Linked DNA regions of Sus scrofa: region 1 is linked to region 2. Evidence: chromatin contacts called from public HiChIP or PLAC-seq data. All regions are on one chromosome and are shown on one strand. Each heading gives the region's core, a stretch centred on a gene start, on an enhancer-like site or on the middle of the called end of the contact. The rest is flanking DNA. Distances are from core to core; before and after follow the strand shown.

The links. HiChIP or PLAC-seq counts read pairs in DNA pulled down with a chosen protein or histone mark.
Region 1: a contact with region 2 is called in an H3K27ac HiChIP or PLAC-seq map of alveolar macrophages. The contact joins the promoter of GSR here to the promoter of PPP2CB in region 2. A contact is called at or near these places in 1 of 5 promoter capture datasets (fetal liver), 2 of 47 Hi-C or Micro-C datasets (fetal liver and fibroblasts) and 2 of 2 datasets of contacts at active chromatin or transcription factors (alveolar macrophages and skeletal muscle).

The regions. Positions count from the first base shown.
Region 1 is chr15:54,380,588-54,384,979 of Sscrofa11.1, reverse strand. It overlaps GSR (glutathione reductase, mitochondrial), which reads right to left and starts at 2,416. Exons shown (of 13, transcript XM_003483635.4): 1 at 1,623-2,416. The coding sequence starts at 1,919.
Region 2 is chr15:54,293,669-54,297,734 of Sscrofa11.1, reverse strand. PPP2CB (serine/threonine-protein phosphatase 2A catalytic subunit beta isoform) reads right to left here and starts at 1,949. Exons shown (of 7, transcript XM_021075810.1): 1 at 1,475-1,949. The coding sequence starts at 1,576.

The DNA.
Region 1 (4,392 bases), core at 1,167-3,666, 87 kb before region 2:
CGCCCTTCCTCGCAGTTCAAAACCAAAATGGAGTTGAAGAGCCCAAATGGAATGTCATAAAAATGTTAGAGGATTTTCCCCAAGAGATCAATGTTTACTAAAAAATAAAAGTTGCTGCAGCAGAATGAGATAAGCAAGACCATGCACTATAAGGAAGCAGGAAATGGCTGATTCTCCTGAGCTTTTCTTTGCCCGCACTCTCCTCTGGGAAGCAGTTTATCTCATAATGTTAACGTATTCACATTTCTAGCAGGAACCTAAGAACAGGGTGAACCCCTTCTTGACTAGTATCAGTGGAACTAGGCAATGACCATGGATGCCACAAACTGATTATGACATACATGGGGAAGGAGGAAAACAGAGGAAAGTAGAGAGGGACAAAGACAAGAGGTTGTCAAGTGATCTCACCAGTTGTGGGGGGTGGGGCACACTTAGTGGTATCCCTCCACCTGCCTTCTGCAGAGACAGACTTCTAAGAGTCTGTCTAAAGTGTCAAGGTGTTAAGTTGATAATTAACAGTCTTTTCTTTCCTCGTTCCTACTTTCATTTTGAACTTAAAAACCGAGCACTGGACACTAGAGTCAGCCCTTTCACAGCTGTTAATTGTGAGCTTAATTCACATACGGTTACAGAGTAAGGTCTTTGTTAAGTGGTAAGAGATTGCAAACATATGAACATGTCTGCCCTTAAGGGGACATGTAGTGTAATTTAAGCATCCACCCCCACAGGAACGCATCCCCAGTGCCAGGTTACTTTTGTATACAATATTTTAATATTAACAGAGCAAGTACCTCACCCAACTCTTATGATATAAAAGGCCACACCAATAACTTGGGAACGAAACCTGTTCTTTAAATGAAAAGTTTATCAACTGCAGGATTTACAACCCTCTTTTTTGGGGGGTGGGGGATAATTTTAAAATCTCCCCTCCAACGAGACAGGACAAACAAAAGATCTGAGAACTCCTTTAATAGTATATCCTAAATCAATGCAGCCTGTAATCAGTGGTTCTCAACCTTAATTGCAATTCAGAATCACCCTAGGCCGAGGCTACCCACAGGCAGAACTTTTTCAACTCCTCAGGTGATCCGAATGTGCAGCCGAAAGTGTGAACCGCTGCTGTAAATCATTCTGCCCTTGAAAATGAAAGGAGAGGACCGCAAGTCAATGACATAGGCTCCATCCTCCCTTTCCCCCCTTCCCAGAGACGCAGGCAAGCTGCAGTTATCCAGGTGCAGTTTTGGGTTCATAGATTTGGTAATGAGATAGAGCATGGACTACAATACCCTTCCGCCTTGAGGACTGAGGATGCAGGAAAGTTACGTTAGATTTAACCACCTCCTGCCAGCGTTATTATTGCACCTGCGCTGGAACAGGCGCAGGCTTAGCTTCGGGGGCCGCGGAAAAAAAACTGTACACTTCTCTCATCTAAACTTGCTGGGATCCCGCCTCTGACTCGGGTGGGAAAGCGGAAAGGGCAGCGCCAGAGCTCACTAGGAAGGAGCACAGAACGTTTCTGCAGAGAGAGGAGGAAAGAAAGCGGGGCCTCGGGCGCGGTGCTGCAGGGGCCGAGGCGCAAGGAGCAGCACCAGGAGCAGCACCGGGAGAGCGCGGGTACTCACGCAAGTGCCGCCCAGCTTGTGGCTCTCCACCACCGCGGCCCGAGCGCCCAGCTCCGCCGCCCGGCGCGCGCTGGCCAGCCCGCCGGAGCCGCCCCCGATCACCAGGTAGTCGAAGGAGGTCGCGACGCTGCGGGCTGGGGGCCAGCACTGTGGCTGCGACTCCTGCCTGCTCGCCATGGCTCGGGGGAAGACGCTGGCGGGTCGGGTTGGAGGCGGCGCGAAGCGGGAGAAGGCGCGCGCCGCCTGCCGCCAGCTGGGGCCCGCGCTAGCGCTCAGGGTCCAGACCAGCAGGGCCATGCACGCGGAAGTGTGCGCCGCGGGGGTGCGGCCCGGGGGCGGGCCCCGGGGAAGAAGGGGGGCCGCGCGGGCACCCGGCCGGCGCAGCCTCACGGTGACTAAGCACCCGACCCGAGCGAAGGGGGAGGGGGAACGGGGTGGGGGCGGGGCTCGCTGACCGAGGCTTGGCGGGACTGGGGTGGGCAGGCGCGGAGGGGCGGTGTTGCCCGCCCCCCGTGCCCCTGGGTGCAAACCAGCCCGCTCTGCCCCAAATGGGGGTCACCTTTCCTGGATCTCTCCGCCTGGGTCTTCACCCCAGCACGAGTCCGCGAGCCCGAGTGGCATCAGCCGGATGTTGGTTTCTGAAGTCCCAAGGGGCCAAGGAGGATGAACACCTTCTTTTGTTCCCCCAGCCTTTTCTGAGCGGGCCCCTTGGGAGATGCCAGGGGCGACGAATTCTCAGGGAAGGGAGATTTGTCCACCATCGTTTTTGAGGGCGCTGTTTCTCACGGTTTGAGCAACAGACCACCTGAACCCTGGGTCTTAACCCGGATCTACTAAATCGGAAGCTCTAGGTCAGGACCTCAGCAATCTACATTTTAAACACCCCTTCTTTCCAGCTCTCAGGTGAGTTCTAAACATACTCTGTGAGACATTGGGACAGAAGTTTTTGTGATCCATGGATGAAGCATAAAGATAACAAACGTAGAGATAGAGACACAAAGAGTTCCCCCTATAGCGCAACCGGATGGGCGGCGTCTTGCGAGCCCAGGGACGAAGGTTTGATCTCTGGCCCAGAGCAGTGGGTTAAGGATCCCATGTTTCCCTGCAGCGTAAGTCACCAATGCGACTCAGATCTGATCCCTGGCCCCGGGAACCCCATTATGCCACTGGGCAGACAAAAAAGAAAAAAACACCCAGCACTTTGCTCCCAAACTGTCGAGACTGGGATGTCATTTTACAGTGTTTGGACTACCAGTTGGTAGTTGTAAATGAAGTTGGAGCCGTCAATGAAGTAGTAAGTAAATAAATCTGTGTGGCCTGAGCCTATCACCCACAAGGCTGAGAGCACTGCAGTCAGAGGACTGAAAGTTCAGGTTGAATCACAGAGAAGCTAGGCCCAGCACCCTGAAGAGGAGTGGGAACTAAGTACTCTCCAGTTAGAATGGTATCCAGTTATTTTAAGGTGTTTTGTTTTGTTTTTTTCCTGATTAAAATGTAATGGAGGGAGTTCCCGTTGTGGCTCAGCAAGTTATGGATCTTTCCTTCTCTCTGTGAGGATGTGGGTTTGATCCCTGACCTGGCTCAATGGATTAAGCAGCCAGTGTTGCTGCAGTAAGTCAGAGATGCCACTCCAGTATTGCAGGGGCTGTGGCATAGGCGTCGGCTGCAGTGACAGTTCAAACCCTAACCTCAGGTGCAGCCCTAAAAAGAAAAAAAAATGTAATAGAGGGAAAGGAAGGAAAGTTCCTCCTTCCACCAGGCTGCCACATAATAAATGTACACAAAACAACAGAGTTAGAAAAATCCCATTTTAGGAGTTCCCATTGTGGCTCCAAGGGTTAAGACCCTACATAGTGTCCATGAGGTTCAGTCCCTGGCCTTACTCAGTGGGTTAAAGATTGGCATTGCTGCAAGCTGCAGCATAGGTTGCAGATTCTGCTCAGATCTGGCATGGCTGTGGCGTAGGCTAGCAGCTGCAGCTCCAATTTGACCCCTAGCCCGGGAACTTCCATATGCTGCAGGTGCAGCCCTAAAAAGAAAAGGAAAGAAGAAAAAAAATCACCATTTTACAGCTGTCATAGTTATCATTGTGTCATTAGATATCAGTGAATATTAAAACCACTGGATGCAAGTTTGACGAGGGAAGGTGTATTTACACAATCAGAATATGTCCCCACAGATTGCTTATTAATCACGAAAGGGAAAATGGTGACTTTACAGTGGGCCAGATACCACCTTATACAAGTGATCAAAATTGAGCATTGCCAGTCATGAGACAGCCGTCATTGTGTGCCTGGTGATGTGTGACAGAGTTAGCAGTACACAATTTATGTGATATTCCTGCTAGAAATCCATAACCTGAATCTTATCTTGAGTTAGCACTCAGAAAAGGACACATTGAGGGAAATTTTACAAATAACTAGCTTATACTCTTCAAAAGCTGTCAATGTCTTAAAAACAAAGGTTATGGAATTTTTCCAGGCTAAAAATGTTGAAGAATTATGAGGACTAAGGGCAAGGTTTGATCCTGGATGGGATTCTAGATTGGGGAAATTTTCATATAAAGGATGATTGGTGACATTTGAATATGACTTGTATAATATGTCATGATACTACAACAGTGTTAAGTTTCTGGGCTTGAGAACTGTACTGTGGTTAAAAGAAATTACACACATGTATTTAGGAGTAAAGAGTCTGAGTCAGAGTAGCTTGGTTTCATATCCCCCCACAGGCACTGTCATAGTCACATAATCCCTCTGAGAGTTAGTTT
Region 2 (4,066 bases), core at 700-3,199:
TAGACCCTAAGCAACAATACATGTAACTAAAAACACTATTCTTGGGAGTTCCCACAATGGTGCAGTGGGTTAAGAATCTGACAGCAGCAGCTCAGGTCTTTGCAGAGGTCCAGGTTTGATCTCTGGCCCACTCAATGTGTTAAAGGATTTAACTCCACAGCTACAGTTTAGATTTAACCCCTGGCCCAGGGAACTTCTATATGCTTGGATGCGGCCATAAAAAGGAAAACAACAACAACAAAACAGCTATTACTCCTCCATTCCTAAGATGCTTAATTTTAAGGGTGTGCTATAAACAACATTGACAAAATCTTTCCTTCTTCAATGCTTTTCGGAGGCATCCCGGCTTACAAACACAATGATCAAGAAAGTCTTATGGGTCATGGCTTAAAAATACAAACCAATCAAAAGCATTAAAGAATAAATAACTTTGTTACTCCTTCATATGAACCTTTTTACATAAAAATGTATTAATATTATTTAGGCCAAAAAAAAGGTGGAATGAGAAAAATAAACTGTAAAATCTGAAATAATTCGAGGTTAAGAAAACAACGAATATAGGACTCAGAAAGTGGCCTAAAATCACACAATCAACAGCGACTGTAAACAGTTAATTGCCTGCATATTTTACTACTTTTTGGAAAAAAACAACTTAAATATGTAATAGAAATAACTTTCTGAAAAGTGTTACCCTGCACGTAAAACACGTACCCATTGATCATTTCATGCAAGCAGTGTTGCCAAACTTAAGACTAGCCGTCCTGTTTCTGAAAATCAACATTTTTGCTTCCAGAGAGCTTCTCAATTGAAGAAGACCAGTCACCATCTGTCTCAACCAAAGTCAACTTCTATTTTAAAAATCACAGTCCGCCATCACACCCACCTCTCTATAAACAAATGCTTGATACATTTCAACTCGATGATTTCTGAAGGACCGAGTCACCTGAGAAAACGGCTACGTTTATTATATCAAGGGCCTTGAGATTCACAACGTCCAGGTTCATTTTCAACTACGAGATTGCCTAGATTACCCTGCCAGCCAGCTAAAGCGCGGATTGCTAGTCCGCACGGAAATACTGGAGTGTCAGCAAAACCCAGAAAACAGTCGGCGCCCCAATCACTCCAGGAGTGGATTCCGGGTGCCACGTTGCCCCCGCCCACCTACCCCGGACCCCTTAGGCCAGGACTGGGAGCTTCCAACCCCAGCCGGGTGCTGGGTCTCCAGGGGGTCCAGGAACAGCCCGGCTCCTCCCGGGGGAGGCTGCCCGAGTGGGAGACGCAGCCCCGCAGGTCCCAGACGGACGCGCCGGACAAGGGACAAGCAGGCCAGGAGAAGAGGTGGGGGGGAGGGGGGGAGGAGAAAGGGGGAGGGGAAGGAGGGGGGAGGGGAGAGGAGGGAGAGGGGAGAGGATAGGTCCCAGCCCCCACCCAGCCTGTCGCACGCCGGCCGCATCTCGCCAATTTTCTCTCTTACCTTTTCGCATAGGGTCCGCACTTGGTTCTCATTAAGCTGTTTACACTCGTTCAGCTGCTCGACCCACTGGTCCAGCTCCTTGGTGAACGCCTTGTCGTCCATGGCGACCCGAGCCCCTCCCCCGCCGTCTCCCGCCCCCCTCCCCGCCCGCCCTCGCCCCTCGCGCCGCTCCCCTCGCCCGCCGCCGCCAGCTCCCAGTGGGAGAGGAAGGAGTGGGGGAGCGCGGCCCCGGACCCCGCGCCCCGCCCGAGCCCCGCGGGCGGCTCCTGGCGCGCGGCCTTCGGGAGACCCCCGCCCGCCCTGGCCCGCCGGGCCGCGCGCCCTGGGCGTCACTGGAGGGCGCGGGGAGGTGCGGGACTTCCGCGCAGCTCCCGCCGGATTATGGCCACTTGCCGCCGCCGCCGCCTCCCGCCCGCCCGCTGCTCTGGATTCCCTTGCCCCTTCTCTCTCGCTCTTTCTTTCCCCTCCCTCTGGGTTTCCGTCATCGCCCGGGCATTTCCGCCGGGAAAAGGTTAGCAGGCGGTGCCGCCGGAGCCCGGGACTCGAGGAGGGGTACAGCGCCCCCGTGTGGCTCGGCGGAGAAACGGTCCCTTTCCCTTCCATCTTGCACTTTATCGACCAAGCTCTCCCAGTTCTTTCTTTACATAATTTTACGCAAGTCTGTACCCACTATAGTTTCCTGCAGTGCTTTTTTCCCCCTTTTTTTCTTCTTTTTATTTTAGCGTTCTGTAGAGGGGATTGGAAAGCTTGTCCCCCTCCTTGACAACATTGTCTCCTCAGAATCTATCACTCTCCCATAGCAGGTGGTCAACATTTGTTGAGAAAAAAAATAAATTCTTTCTAGTCTTACCTCTGTTATGAACTAGCTGTGAGGCACTGACATCTCGAATCCCCCCTTTCAGCATCAGAAAGATGAGATGACAGCTCTGTGTTTTACCAATCAGTGTCCCAGCTCCCTCATCCTCCACGGAGTTGACTGCAGTGTTTACTGAATTCTCATGATTTGTTCATGCAACAGATACTTAATGAGCAACTGCTAACTGCCAGATCTCTTGAACAGCTAATGCTTACCAAGTTGACTTCCTATATTATAGTTGCAGATTATTGCCACTGAACCCAAATGGGAGGCAGCCTCTTGTATCTGAAGGCAAGAACTCCCTCCAGCTCCCTCTTGGCATTGCTAGCCTCCCAGCCAGGTCCTTGGACAATCACCAAAGCTCCCCCAGCCTCAAGTTCATCATCTGTTAAAAGGGGGCAATAAGCCCTTTTCAGGTTATCATGATTAAATTCTACAAGTGCTTATCCAACAGTAGAGTTTGGGAGCCATGTTCCTCTGTTTCTTGCCTTATCCCTCCTAGGCAATAGCTACAGAAAACTTTAGAAGGGTGGCATTTTTTTTCTTTTCCTTTTGCAGTGGTTTGCTGCGGGGTCTCAGTTCTCAGACCAGAGACTAAACCCCAGCAGCATCAGCGAAAGGGCCGAGTCTTAACCACTGGACCACTAGGGAAACCCTGAGAGAGGTGGCATTTCAACTGAATTTTGAACCTTCTCCCTAAGCAACACTTTGGAGTTCCCTGGAAAAGAGGAAAGGAGTTCTCAGGATTTTGGGTTTTTTTTTTGGAAAGTGGCGGAGAACAAATGTGTGCAAGACCATGGTCTCTTTGGAAAGCTACAAATACTCCTAATAACCGAAATAGGTCCTATGGTGGAAAATAAGGCTGGAAGAGCTCCTGTTCTCAAGTGTCTTGTAAACAGCAGCAAACCAACTGCAAGACAGAACATGAAAAGGTGGTAAAACAATACGTACAGAATAGGAGGGGTATCTGTAAGATTGCAATAGATTTGCAGTCTCTGAGGAGGCTAGTCTACAAAGGTTGAAAGGAGGCTGTTTCAGCTACACCTGGTAAGTTCAGAATGAAAATGAGAGTAAGAACATATTTTCAAAGTTCCCAGAGAAGATGGATTGAGAATAGAAAATATGTCTTGAGAAGAAATGGGAACTATGGATAGTGTTGGGGGTGGGTGTCCCTCGACATAGAAGCAGATGTATTTGGAATTAACATGAGAGAATGTTTTTAGACTTGAGAGTAGGGAGGTGTTTGTGAGAATAGTGGTTCTGAAAAGTTTAGTCAAGTTATGCTATAGAGCAAATAAGAGTGTTTTCTGAGTGCTTCCTGTCTAAGTGTTTTTTTTTTTTTTTTTTTTTTGTCGTTTGTTTTTTAATGGCCGCACCTGCGGCATATGGAAGTTCCCAGGTGAGGGGTCGAATCGGAGCCCTAGGCCACAGCCACAGCAACACCAGATCCTTAATCCACTGAGTGAGGCCAGGGATTGAACCCACATCCTCACAGAGGCTACATCAAGTTTGTAACCCTCTGAGCCACAATGGGAACTCCTAAGTGTTTTTTCTTAAATATTTCTTTTTTTTTATTAAATTATAGTTGATTTATAATGTTGTGTCATTTTCTGCTGTACAGCAAAGTGACCCAGTCATATATATATATACTTTTGCTGAGACCAGCTCAGCAGCTGAGGGTAGGTGAGGGCTGAAGAACGGGTGCTGTGAAACTTAAGAGAAAGTTAACGTAAAAC